Regions from separate parts of the Mus musculus genome. Here all the other regions are linked to region 3. A link is a contact called in public HiChIP or PLAC-seq data. All regions are on one chromosome and are shown on one strand. Each heading gives the region's core, a stretch centred on a gene start, on an enhancer-like site or on the middle of the called end of the contact. The rest is flanking DNA. Distances are from core to core; before and after follow the strand shown. Region 1 has its middle 6.9 kb from the start of Krtap3-1. Region 2 has its middle 16 kb from the start of Krt20. Region 3 has its middle 14 kb from the start of Krt14.

The links. HiChIP or PLAC-seq counts read pairs in DNA pulled down with a chosen protein or histone mark.
Region 1: a contact with region 3 is called in an HNF4G HiChIP or PLAC-seq map of pancreatic cancer cells. The contact joins two enhancer-like sites. A contact is called at or near these places in 10 of 39 promoter capture datasets (the C10 cell line, the HPC-7 cell line, cranial neural crest and 6 more), 2 of 115 datasets of contacts at active chromatin or transcription factors (astrocytes and pancreatic cancer cells) and 2 of 9 other capture datasets (embryonic stem cells and liver).
Region 2: a contact with region 3 is called in an HNF4G HiChIP or PLAC-seq map of pancreatic cancer cells. The contact joins two enhancer-like sites. A contact is called at or near these places in 3 of 15 datasets of contacts at CTCF or cohesin (the NIH/3T3 cell line, embryonic stem cells and large pre-B cells), 2 of 484 Hi-C or Micro-C datasets (embryonic stem cells and nephron progenitors), 2 of 115 datasets of contacts at active chromatin or transcription factors (astrocytes and pancreatic cancer cells) and 1 of 9 other capture datasets (embryonic stem cells).

The regions. Positions count from the first base shown.
Region 1 is chr11:99,571,309-99,575,788 of GRCm38.p6, forward strand. No RefSeq gene overlaps it. Among named protein-coding and RNA genes, the nearest start is that of Krtap3-1, 6.9 kb to the left of the region's middle. Within about 2 kb of position 3,038, at least 17 of the 459 cell types and tissues checked have an H3K27ac peak or open chromatin away from gene starts, as enhancers often do. A contact at or near this core is called in pancreatic cancer cells, where this site is marked.
Region 2 is chr11:99,451,927-99,456,391 of GRCm38.p6, forward strand. No RefSeq gene overlaps it. Among named protein-coding and RNA genes, the nearest start is that of Krt20, 16 kb to the left of the region's middle. Within about 2 kb of position 3,030, at least 22 of the 459 cell types and tissues checked have an H3K27ac peak or open chromatin away from gene starts, as enhancers often do. A contact at or near this core is called in pancreatic cancer cells, where this site is marked.
Region 3 is chr11:100,219,499-100,223,730 of GRCm38.p6, forward strand. No RefSeq gene overlaps it. Among named protein-coding and RNA genes, the nearest start is that of Krt14, 14 kb to the left of the region's middle. Within about 2 kb of position 2,428, at least 10 of the 459 cell types and tissues checked have an H3K27ac peak or open chromatin away from gene starts, as enhancers often do. A contact at or near this core is called in pancreatic cancer cells, where this site is marked.

The DNA.
Region 1 (4,480 bases), core at 1,788-4,287, 650 kb before region 3:
ACAAGTCTCTCTGTGTGGTGTTGAATGTCCTGGAACTTGAGATGTGGACCAGGATGGACTCACAGAGATTCTCCTGCCTCTACTTTTCAGTGGATGGGATGAAAGGTGTGTGCCATTATGCCTGGCCAGCAAGTACCCTTAGCTACCGAGACAACAAGTTACAAATATAACGTTTAAGGTGCTGGAGAGATAGTTGAGCAGTTAAGAGCATGTACTGTTCTTGCAGAGGACCTGAGTTCAGGTCTCAATACTCACCTCCAGCTTCAGAGACTCTGTCACCCTATTCTGACATCCACAGGCATCCACAGTCACAGGTACACACACATATATCCACATACAAACAATATGTGTGAGTGTATGTGTGTGTGTGTGCACACATGTAGTTTTAAAGGCTACTATAGACTAATTATAAATTTAAATATCTCAATAATAGATTTCAATTTAGTAACTGGATAACGATTTTCCTCACTGTCAGGTCTATATTAAGAATGTTGTTGAACAGGAGTGGGGGAACCGGGGCTCTTTTATTATTCTTTCTGTCCCCTATGGGGAGCCTGAGGTAAAGTTGAGGTTTTAGCTCCGTGGTGTCTCACTTGTGGAAGGTCTTTATCAGTCTTCATCCAAACCTTTCAAGTCAGTGGAGGCCCTGCCTTCTCCAGAAGGGCTGATGTCTCTTTGCCTCGCCCTGCTGGAGTCCTGTGATGTTACCTATGTGTGGACAGGTTAACCAGAAAGAAGCAGCTGGCTCCCATATTCTCTGTGAGCTTGACTACCACTTCTCTGTCCCTCGGATGTCATTAACCCTTACGACTTATATAGAAAGGATGTCATTTCAATACACTTAGGCAATGTAGTTAGGGTATGAGAGAGGAGGGAACTGTTCATATTCTAGTTGGTCAGTGAGAGGGAATTTGGCTTCTTGATCGGGTGTGAAGAAAGAAAAGAGCGGAAAGGAAGGAAGGAACACTGTGCGAGGAGAACGTTCCAGAGAACATTCCCACGAGTACTAGGAGTGGTGTGATATTTTTTTTTTCTTTGGAGATAAGGATTCACTCAGAATCCCAGGCTTGCCTTGGGCTGGCAGTGCCCATTCTTCAGCCTTGTGAGTATTGAGTGTTGGATTATAGGCTTGTGCCATCGTGCCTGGGTATGCGTTTGGTTTTTAGGAGTAGATTAATTGGATAAAGGGCCAATCACTCAATGAGAAATTACTCGAGTTAATCTCCTTTCTTGTTGGCACAGCTATTTCTCACCCACACCCGAGTGTCTGGTGTCTTCTGTCCTCACAATACTCTAAAGAGTTGGGTTTTTTTTCCTCCTCCAAAAGACATAGATTTGAATGAAGGAAGCAGGGAAAATAACCTATTGAGTATTTTAGTGGTGCTCACAGTAGTTCTCGAGACATTGAACTCTCCCTAAACAATGGTTTAAAAATGGCTTCAGAGGATCTCTGAGACCCATCTACAGTCAGCCAGAGAGTAGATTTGAGTTTGAACTTGGGATTCCTGACTCCTTTCATCATCTTCTTCTGTGTCCTGCCTACAGTGGAAACACCACTCAAGTTATTTGTTTCGCTTAGCGCATGCCAACACATCAACGGAGACGCCGGCATCCTCCCAAACCCAGCTTTACTCTCTCCCTGGCCTTTCTGCCGTTTCGTTTATCCAGGTCCTCTCTGCTCACTAAACAGTGAGTGTTTGAATAAGGTTTAAAAACACGAAGCTTGTACGTTCTGAGTGCTAGGTCAAACGTCTATCATTTTGTCTTCCTTGTCACCTCCGTCGTGAAGAACCTCGGACCCCGTCTGTCTGCTTTGCGCCCTTCTCAGCCGTCACTCCCACACGCTGTCACTTCTAGCTCTTCTCAAACTCCCTCATCATTCCTGATGCCAGCTTCGCTGGAGATCCCCTGTTACTCCTTCCTCCCACAGTATTGTTAACACACAATGGAGATTTCGCTTAGAAAGGAACAGGCCCTATGTGCAGTCACACTTACTGCTGTGGATTAGCATTTGTTACGCTTACATAAACGACTCTGCTTAGCTCTCAAATCCTTAGCTTCACCCAAAGCTTCCATGCTTCAGTGGATGTGATGATTCACAGTCTCTGCCTTCAGAATTTCCCCAAATTGCTCTATGTCCTTTGACTTCTAAAAATGATTTTTGCCCATTGGCATTTAAAGAGCAGAGTGGGTTCTGGTTTCTTCTATTAGAGCTGTGGTTTGGGCATCTCAGGAGTCAACAGAGGGTCTTCCTGGATATTATCCTCTTCCTATAAGAAAGTTTCTATAGAAATGGGGAGATTTCTTAGCTACCACGTTCAGTGGGGCTGGCAATCTTTCTAGTGTCTAAACTAGATTCAGTATTGCCCGAATGTGATTCCCTAGGTGTTTTCTCTAAAGTAGAGACTAATATGTTCCATGTTCCCCACAATCAGCTCTGACGAGCAACCAAAAGGAGTGAGTGTAAGTCTGAGTGAATAGTTCACTAAATAATTTTAATTTTTTTAAAGGAGGCAAATGTAACAGGGCTTAGTCAGGAGACATGAACTACACACATGATTTGCATTGAATTAATTTAAAACAATTTTTAACTAAGTTGTTGGTTAGGTGATTAAAAAGGTTTAAAGAAACTCCTACGACATCATAAGTTTAGTAAATGCAGAACATGTGCATTTTAAAAGAAAGAAGGAAAAAAGAAAGAAGGAAAAAGAAAACATACAGAGTTAGAGAGGATGTTACCCTGAAGAGTGAAACGCATTTTGGGAAAGGTGTGGCAGGCTTAGCTCGTGTCATGGGCTGAAAAGAGCAGTGGAGTTAGTTCTATAGAGTGGAGAGAACTACAAATGGAACCCAGGTACTGCCAGGGCAAGGATGCGTGCCTGCTGGATCGAGGCAGCGAATCTGAGGTGATAACGCTGGCACCAGCTGACAAAGGAGTAAGCAGAAAACAGTAAAGAGGAAGGGACAGGACCCTACTCTGCAGACGGCGCGGTTTTCCTCTCTTGCCCCCTAGTGGTCAAGTCTAGCACAGCCACTGGCAGAGCAACAAAGAGGTTTACTGAGTACCACTACAGGCATCTCAGAGATTGCCACAGAGGTCAGAATGGAGGAGCTGAGAAATTCAAGACAGTCATCCTTAGATATCCTGAATCTCCACACATCATTGACTTCTAGTTTCTTTTCTCTCTCTAAATTACATCTATCTTCTACCTATCTGTCTGTCTATCTGTCTTAGTCTCTCTCCTCCCCCCCCCCCGCCCCCTCCTATCCTGTTTATGTGTGAGTATGCACTTGTGGAGGTCAGAAGACAACTTTCAGGAGTCGATTCTCTCCTTCCACTGTGTGGCTCCTGGAGCTCAAACACAGGTTGTCAAGCCTGGGTGTCAAGTACATTGTCTGCTGAGCTATCTCACTGGCTCTCTGGCTTTCTTTTTGAGACAGGGTTTCACACTGTAGACCAGGCTGGCCTGAAACTCAAAGCAGTTTTTCTGATTGAGCTTTTGGAGGGCTGAGATGACAGGCCTGACTCTGTTCCTTACGTCATTGCCTCTTCCTAAAGTGGTACTCATGTTTGTATTGTATTGTATTGTATTGTATTGTATTGTATTATTTTGTTTTGTTTTGTTTTACATATGCCTGTCTTGTGCACATGTACATATGTGTGAGTGTATGTGGAGACCAGAGGTTAATGTGGAGTGTCTGCCTTTACCACACTTCATCTTATTTTTTGAGACAAAGATCTCTTACTGAAAGTGAAACTCAAATAGACTGGCTGGCCAGTAAGCCTATCCTATGTCAGCCATATATATATACAACATTATATAATATATAATGATTGTCTAATAATACATTATAGACACGTATATTAGAGCTAAGGGTTCCAGAAACTTATGTTGGAGTTGGGTCTGGTGATGCAGGTTAATAAGCCCAGTGGGCAGTGAATGAAGGAATCTTAGTCTTCAGCTGAAACACGGTGGTCTACGGTCTGTCTCCTCAGTCTGTGGATGTTTAATAGAAATAACCACATTTGACAACTGTGACAATTCCCACGTTTGTGCACAGACCCAAAGAACAAATTTCAGCCAAATGACAAGAAGTAGAAGGCCTTAGTAGGAGCTGCTTGCTGTTCCCTCAGGTATTAGGATAATCAATCCAGAATTTTGACAGTTGAGAGGGCAATCCTTGAAGATGGATACCATTACGAAGGACATGAAACTAGCCAGGATGCTGGTACATTACCCATTTAGCTCACATTTTTTTCCTTCTGAGCAGACCAATTTGGGAGAGTAATAAAATAACTGTATACTATTATCTTAAAGTCATTCAGCTAGTGACCCCAATTGGCTCCGATATCCAAGATGAGTATTTCTAATGGGATGAATTAACCCAGAGTGCAACTGAAAATGCTGTTTGGAAACATCCATCCTCACATCAGGGTATAGCTTGTCTTGACCCAGTGCGATTAAACAGTAGCCTTCCT
Region 2 (4,465 bases), core at 1,780-4,279, 770 kb before region 3:
AGTACCCAGTGAACTGTAGCTCCTCATAGCAGATGTGATAATAGAAAGATAGGGATTATAAACTTGGTGATGGCTACAATCTGGTGAAGACCAATAACAAGCCATTAAATGTTAACTGGGGTAATCAAAAGCTGAATGGATAAAAAACAATGTGGGGCCTGCACATCAGGAGTTTTATGGAGCCATGAAGAAAACAGAAGCATGACATTTGCTGGGAAATAGAGCCAGAAATCAATGTGTTAGCTGAAGTGAGCCAGACTAAGAAAGACAAACACCACATGCTTTTTTTCTCATGCACAGAGTCTAGACTAAAACAATATTTATAAAGGTGTATATAAAGATGTATGTACTCATATGTGTGTGTAGATCATGAAACTAGAAAGGGGGTAGGAAGATATATTAGGGGAAAGAAAAGAGGGACATGGAAAAGGAGAGAGGGAACTGTCTGAGGTCTGGAGGAAGGCATCAGTCAGGGAAAGAGGGGGGAGGTGGGTAGGGAGGTGGGCAGGGAGGTGGACAGGGAGGTGGGCAGGGAGGTGGGCAGGGAGGGAGAATGAATGAGACCAAAGACAAATTGTAAATGAATGAAAAATGTCATAACAAAGCCCATTGTATACTAACCTAAAAACCACGAGGAAAAATAGTGTTGAAGTAAATAAATATTAGCTGGGTATGGTGGTACACGCCTTTAACATTATCATTTGGGAAGCAGAGTCAGGCAGATCTCTGAAAGTTCAAAGTTAGCCTGGTCTACATAGTGAATTCCAGGACAGCCAGAGCTATATGGTGACGTCATGTCTCAAAAAAAAGTATTGTCACTGGGCTCATATAGGTAATATTAGGTAAGTTGGAAACATATTTCTGAAGGAGACTGTGACTGAGGACATATATGATCACTTTGATATTCATATGCATAGTGACCAGGAAGTATTGCAAGTGGGAGGGTCTAAGAAAGACTTACAGAGAACATCAACTTTTCAGATATTCATGGACTAGTTAGGATAGAGTTTCATGTGATAAGGTCTTGTCCTAAAGTCTACTTACTCCAGAGGGGTGGGGAGGGGTGGAGAAAGAGAGAGAGGTGGGGAGAGAGATAAAAGGGAGAGAGAGAAGGTAGAGAGAGGAAGGGTGGATAAAGGAGGAGAGAGAAGAGAGGGGAGAGATAGAGCAAGGAAGAGAGAGACACACTGTTCTACAAGATCAGCAGAGCCTCGTGTCTCCTTCCTGTCCAGTGAATTCTACTCCCTTTCTGGCAGGAGCATAGGACCAGTGCAGGGAGAGACACACTGAAGACTGAGTCCACCTAGCAGTAAGGCCTTACTGTGCAAAGCTTCCTCTCTCTCTGTGCTAAATCAATCAATCTCTCTCTCTCTCTCTCTCTCTCTCTCTCTCTCTCTCTCTCTCTCTCTCTCTGTGTGTGTGTGTGTGTCTGTCTGTCTACAAGAACAGTGTAGTGAGAGACAGAGACAAAGATAGACACACACAGAGACACACATACAGACACACACACACAGAGAAACAGAGAGAGACAGAGACAGACAGACACACACAGAGACAGACAGACACAGAGACAGACAGACAGACAGACAGACAGACAGACACACACACACACACACACACACACACACACACACACACAGATTTAGCACAGAGAGAGAAGAATGGGCCTCTCTTTCCACTGATGGCCGACTAGGCCATCTTCTGATACATATGCAGCTAGAGACACGAGCTCCGGGGGGTACTGGTTATTTCATATTGCTGTTCCACTTATAGGGTTGCAGATCCCCCCAGCTCCTTGGGTACTTTCTCTAGTTCCTCCATTGGGGGATCTGTGATCTATCCAATAGCTGACTGTGAGCATCCACTTCTGTGTTTGCTAGGCCCCGGCATAGTCTCACAAGAGACAGCTATATCAGGGTCCTTTCAGCAAAATCTTGCTAGTGTATGCAATGGTGTCAGCGGTTGGAAGCTGATTATGGGATGGATCCCCAGATATGGCAATCTCTAGATGGTCCATCCTTTCGTCTCAGCTCCAAACCTTGTCTCTGTAACTCCTTCCATGGGTGTTTTGTTCCCAATTCTAAGAAGGGGCAAATTGTCCACACTTTGGTCATCGTTCTTCTTGAGTTGAGAGAAGCCATCTTTAGTCTCTCCCTGTTGCTAGTGTGTACCTCAAGGGACAGGGCTTTGCTCTCATCCTTAGTGTCTCCCTGGGTCTCCCCTGCACCTCCCAAGTCTGACTCTAACAGGACCTGTGGTGAGTCAGATGTCTGGGGAAGCTTGTCTTTGACGAGACCATGCACTCTCCCCTGTAACCATGTTTGTGCAGTACATACCCTTATCGTAGATTAGGTAAACCTTTTTTTTATCACAGTCAGACCAAAGGTGGACTTTGCTTAGCCCTCTCTGGAATCAGCGGCATCTAGTAAGACTTTTCTTGATTAGAAGGATTCGATATTTAGAAGAAAAAAAATGCCAGGCAGACACTAGATGGGGACACATTTTATTCAGCCATGTAATGAATGACATGGCTATTTTAGTTATAAAAGTCGGGAAGGGAGGAGGGGAGGGATAGAGAGTTTCTAACCCATCATCTGCATTCCTCTCTCGGGTCAGCTTTGTGAGTATATATGAATCTCTGAATCTTGACTGATAGTTCTGCTGTGTTGAATCTCCTAGCTATTTTTGGACAAAGCTGTTTTTTGGTTTTTTTGTTGTTTTTGTTTGGACAAAGCTTTTGCATCTATTTTTGGCCCTGAAAACTATGTAGAGCGCTCACACTCAGCAAATCGCGTCCTTACTGTTACCTGCAGGCATAAGAGAGTAATGGATTAGGGAGGTATTAAACGAGCTTACGTTCTCTCCCCTTTCCCCATCACTGCAACATCTTTACAGCCACGATATAACAGCATGAAAATGGACCCGGAAGACTCTGAGTCAACAATGCATGAGAAACAGGAAATCAATGGAAGACCACTCATCACAGGGACAAAATGTTCCTCAATCGACGTCTAAACAGCCCCACCTTCCTTCACGGTCCATTGCTCTGTGACCATGGGCTGAGCCAGTGAGTCAGCCGGCCCATTCAGAATAGTTTCGTGTGGGTGAAAGTTTACACATTAACTGCTTTCTTTTCTATCAGAATACAGCAGAAGTGTCCTAGCCATATGGCTCAGATTAGAAATAAATGGCTGAAATTTACTCCTAGCCGAGGAACCCAAGAATCAAGGCCTTTTCTGGGAGACTTAGGCATAGCTCTTTATGGCAAGGTCTCCCCTGCAGTGAACCCTGATGAGGGAGATGGTCCTTGCTCATCCAAACTCTTTTCTTTGATGCTGGATGTGAATTCATACATCGTACTCAGGGTGAAGCAGGGAATGTCCAGGATGGGAGGCTCATGGTCTGAACACTTGGGACCTATCTAGATACTTCATTAGCATGGAGATCTCCAGGTTTTTGTGTTTTGTTTTTGTTTTTAAGATTTATTTATTTATTTATTTATTTATTTATTTATTTATTTATTTAATGCATATGAATACACTCCCATTGCTCTGTTCAGACACACCAGAAGATGGCACCAGACCCCATTACAGATGGTTGTGAGCCACCATGTAGTTGCTGGGAATTGAACTCAGGACCTCTGGAAGAGCAGTCGGTGCTCTTAACCACTGAGCCATCTCTCCAGCCCAAACTTCAGGTTTTTATGCTATGTGGCCCATTGTCATGGTCCTCTCAGTGGGGTGTCAGGGTTATGTGTTCCAGATCAGGTACTTGGGCAGAGTATTGGCTCCATGCCTGCTGTTCTCAATTCTGAGATTCCCCTGGGTTTGAAAACCTGTTCGACATTGCCAGTTCTTCTGTCTGGTAGCATGGTCCACTTGCCCTAAGGAAAACTAACATTCCTTCATTAGCTTCTCAGCTTGAGTGAGGACTTGTAAGCCCCTCCCACATTGTAATGCAATGACCAGAATACAGCATTCCCCAGTGTTTCTCTCTTTCCCACCCTCCAGCTTCTGCCTCCTCTGCTGCAATGTTCCCTGAGGGTTGGGCATGGAGATGATGGGGTGCTGATATAAATGTCCCATTTAGGGTGAGCGCTCACAGACACTTACTTATTCTCAGCACTTCGGTCAGTTGTGAGTCTGCATTTTTCACCACTCATTGCATTAAGAAGCTTTTTGATCAAAGTCAGAGACAATACACATCCATGGACACAAACGTTAAGTATTTAGAAGGCAGCTTGACAGTATGGCCACTTAGCAATAGTTAGTTCTATCAAGGGCCCATGACCTCCTCCCCAGCCGTGGGACTTGGAGAAGTTTTCCACTAACAGGCACAGATTTCTCTCTGCAAAGCAGGCCTCCAGTCCAGTCAGAAAGCAGCTGGTTACCAGCATGACAGCCATGGCTCTATTTCATCCATGAGCGCATCTTGCTTAATAGGTTGACATTACAATATGGAAGCT
Region 3 (4,232 bases), core at 1,178-3,677:
AATGCCACAACACAGATGTCTATCTGGAGCCTCGTTGCAAGACTCAAATGAGGCAATAATGGGTGGGGCCATCTGAGAAACTGTCAAAATAGAGAGCGAGTAAAAGGAGTAAGCAAGTGCTTGCTTTGCCCACCTACTGTAGCCTTGAATCCCTAACCCTAATCCTTTAGGTTTTCATACTGGAGACATACAGGTAAAAAAACACACTCAGAGCAGCACAGGATCTGCCATGCTCATACTCAGGGGCCAAGCCCACGATGGCCTCACTCACTCCAATGCCTCCAGACCTCCTTCTGCGAGGTCTACATTCTGGGTTATTTTCTTCCCTGAGTTATCGTTTTCCAGTTATATAGTCATCTTATTTGAGCACAAGACAAATTATAAACTGGCTCTATTGACTGGACAGGGACTGGAGAGATGGCTGGGCAGTTATGAATCCTTGCTGTTCTTGCAAAGGACCCAAGTTCAGTTCCCAGCCCCCATTGGTCAGCTTACACTTGTAACTAGGGTTCCAAGGAATTTGACACTCTCTTCTGCCCTCCACTGGCACACACTTATACTCAGATACAGGCACATTCATACACATAAATTTTAAAACAAATATTTTTAAATTGGGAAGCCGATAGCTCAGGCAAAGTGCTTTTGGTTTTGGTTTTGGCTGGGTTTTTGTTTGGTTGGATAACTGGTTTGGTTTTGGTGGTTTTGTTTTATTTTTGTTCTGAGGATTGAGGCAAGAGCCTCGTATATGCTAAGTAAGTACCGCACTCAGTGTTTGATTGGGTTTTGGAACCAGAGTTTCACTGTGTAGCCCAAATTAGCTAATAAGCCTCATTAATACACACACACACACACACATACACACACACACACACACACACACACACACACACACACACACACCATAAAAGAGAAAACAGAAAAGAGAAAGAAATTAAATAAAAAATTTTAAAAACTAAAGAATTAGCTAATGAGGCGGGATGATACACATCTCTAATCTCAAAACTTAAGAGATGGAAGCAGGAGGTTCAGGAGTTCAAGGCCATCCCCAGCAGATCAGAGTCTGAGGCTAGCCTCAACTACATGACACCTTGTCCCCCAAAATACTAAAGATGGAAAGGGGGAATTTACTTATTGAATACCACATCAATTTCCAAATTTAAAAAGGCTGCAAAGACAGGTATCGTGGTTCTTGTAACTGCAGCATTTGAGAGGCAGAGGTAGGAAAATCTTGAGTTGAAGGCCAGTTTGGGCTACACGGTGAGTCCCCGATTAAAAACAATCAATCAAACAGGCAAATACTGGATCTAGTGCTTGCTCAGCATGCATGAGTCTCTCAGTTCAATCCTCAGCCCCTCTAAAGAAAAAGAAAGCAAAAACATCAAACCAACTCAATGAACCAAGCAAACAACTTAGAGCTCAAGTGATCCTCCTGCCTCAGCCTCCTGAGTAGCTGGGGTGGTGGGTGTGCCACAGCTCCTGGCTCCTACATCCTTTGGCACTTATTTTTTTCTATTAACTTTTAAATATTTGTTTATTTACTTATTATATGTGAGTACACTGTCGCTGTCTCCACACAGACCAGAAGAGGGCATCAGATCCCATTATAGATGCTTGTGAGCCACCATGTGGTTGCTGGGGATTGAACTCAGGAACTCTGGAAAAGTAACCAGTTCTCTTAACTGCTGAGCCATCTCTCCAGCACCCCACCACCACCACCACCACCTTTCTATAAACTTAACATTAAAGGTAGCACTTGTGCAATTTGAAAAATTATCTTCCACACATACCATGTATAATGCAGCTAGAAAATACTCTAAGGGAACTTAAAACTCTGAGCACTAAGAGATAGAAAAGTGTTTTTCTTATATTTTCTATTTTGCCATAGAGAAATGAAGGAAAGGAGAGAGGCATCCACTTTATGTGTAACAGCTTAATAACTGGAGGAAGAAGAAGGACCCTTGAGGCCAGATGTGTCAACAAGAGGTAAAATTGGAAAGGAAGTCTCCAGAAGTGCTGGTATCTGCCTGTCACCCCTTTATCTGCACAAGATCCCATCAGAAACATTCAACTGTTGGGAGTAGAGCTACACCTATGTCTGTCTCCATAGCAACCCAGATAACAGTAGAGGAAGGGCCAGGTCAAGAATGCCATCCCTCAGGACTCAAAACAGTACTTGTCTTCTACAGCATTATCTTCCTCCCATGGAGGCTACCCTGTGCCCATACAATGAGCCTCCCTGACAGAAACTCCTCTGAGAAGGTTCCATGACAGCCTGAGAGAGCAGACTTTTAACCAAAGCTCCTCGGCTTAGCCCCACCCATGGCCCAAGGAGCCCGCCCATACTTGCTAGATAAAGTCTAATGTAGCTGGTTGACTAACAAAACACCAAGCTTCGCCTGCTTCCTCTGTGTTTGTCTTCAGAGAGCGTCAGAGGCTTAAACCACAGTAGTGGGCGGTCTAGCATAAGAAATTGCTTCTCTCAGACACTGGGAAGAAACACTGAACTTTTTATAGCTCTTGGAAACAAAAAGCCCAAAGAAAGTAAACCTCACACGCTAACCACTAATTGATTTGCATCAGCGGGGGAGAGTTGCGGGCTATCATTAACTCTTGCACTAGCCATTGTCTTAGCAATTATCTAAAACAGTGTTTCACAAACCTTGACACTAACTCAGGCATAAGGAATCTGAGGGTGTGTTCAAACTGGACAAGTGACAAGGTACACCGTGAGTCTCTCCATCCTGACCGGGAAGCTCAAGAAGCAGCCAGGGCTGATATGGGACTTGGATCAGCAGGCATTTCCAGGTAGATTGTCAGGTCCCTTGTCTAAGAGAAGCTCCTAGAATCAAGGCACTATTTCTGTCTTAATATCGCTGGGTATTATTTGTGTCTGTGCATGGTGTGTTTGCTGAGATAGGGTCTCCTGTACTCCAGGCTGACCTCAAATCACAAAGCCAAGGTGACCTTGGACTTCTAATCCTCTTGCCTCCACCACTGGAGTCCTGATTTGTGTGGTATTGGAGAACAGAACCCAGAGCTTTGGGCATACTGCGCAAGCACTCTACCAACTGAATTTCCTTCCCATTTTGCCTTAAAAGGCAACTGTTTTATGTTTGCAAAATGTAGCAATGGGCAAGGAAAATGCCACCCCTGATCTTCAAGGAGTTTTACCTACTGCTGAGCCCCAAGAATACTACTCCTCCCAGCCCCTCTTGATTATCTTGGGCCTTGCTGTGATTTGAATACAGTTCATGACACCTCTCTCCCCCAGGATCTTAGGCAGGAACCCAACTCCTGCAGTTATTTCTATGGTATCAGGAAGGTGGACACTTAAACCCAACTACAGTGTTGGGAGGTGGGGCATCTTTGCAAAGTGAATCCATTAAAATAAGGTCATTATTGAATCCTGGTGGCTACAGAAGAAAAAAAAGAGGAGACAAGATAAACAGATAAGCACTGGCACTCCTGTGTGTCCTATCAAGTGATGCCCTATGCCACTTTGGGATTCTACCTACAAGAAGGTCATCACCAGAGGCTGAGCCAATGGGACTCTGAGCCTCTGAAGCCATGAGCCAAAACAAATGGCTTTGTGAAGTTGCATAGCATCCTGTGATTTATCATAATAAAGCAAAACCAGCAAATACACACCTCAGCTTCCTTATCTGTGTAGGGGCAGCCTTTCTCATGAATTTCCCATGGGTCCACAGATCAGAGGCAAACCATTTGAGCATAGTAGCACCAACCACTCTTTCCAACAGCTCCCACACACGGGGAACATGGGATCCACACCCTGTGTGCTGACATCCCATTCCAAACATGTGCACCAGGCCAGGAGCTGTTCAACAGCACAAGTCTGTGTCTCTGTGTAAGGGTCTCTGAACGATGTCATCTCTAAAAGAGATGGGTGCATCACTTCATTTAGGAAGCTCTCACGAGACAATGCTCAAAGTTGGCTGGCGTGTCTTGAACTGGACCTTCCCATTGCCTGCCTGATGGTAAATATTTGGATTGGCACAATGCCTCTTGAAAATAGTTTGGCAATACAAACTACAAACCTTGAAACATTTCTATCTGTTCCTTTAGTGATTACATCTCAGAGAGCAAGCCTAACGAGATATTCCAAAAACATTTATTCATGACAAGTGTTGGGTAGAAGGATGTTCGCTGCTGTGCTCTTTCTACAGTGACAGCAGCCACAAACAGTTAAAAGAACATTAAAAAGGGATATTTAA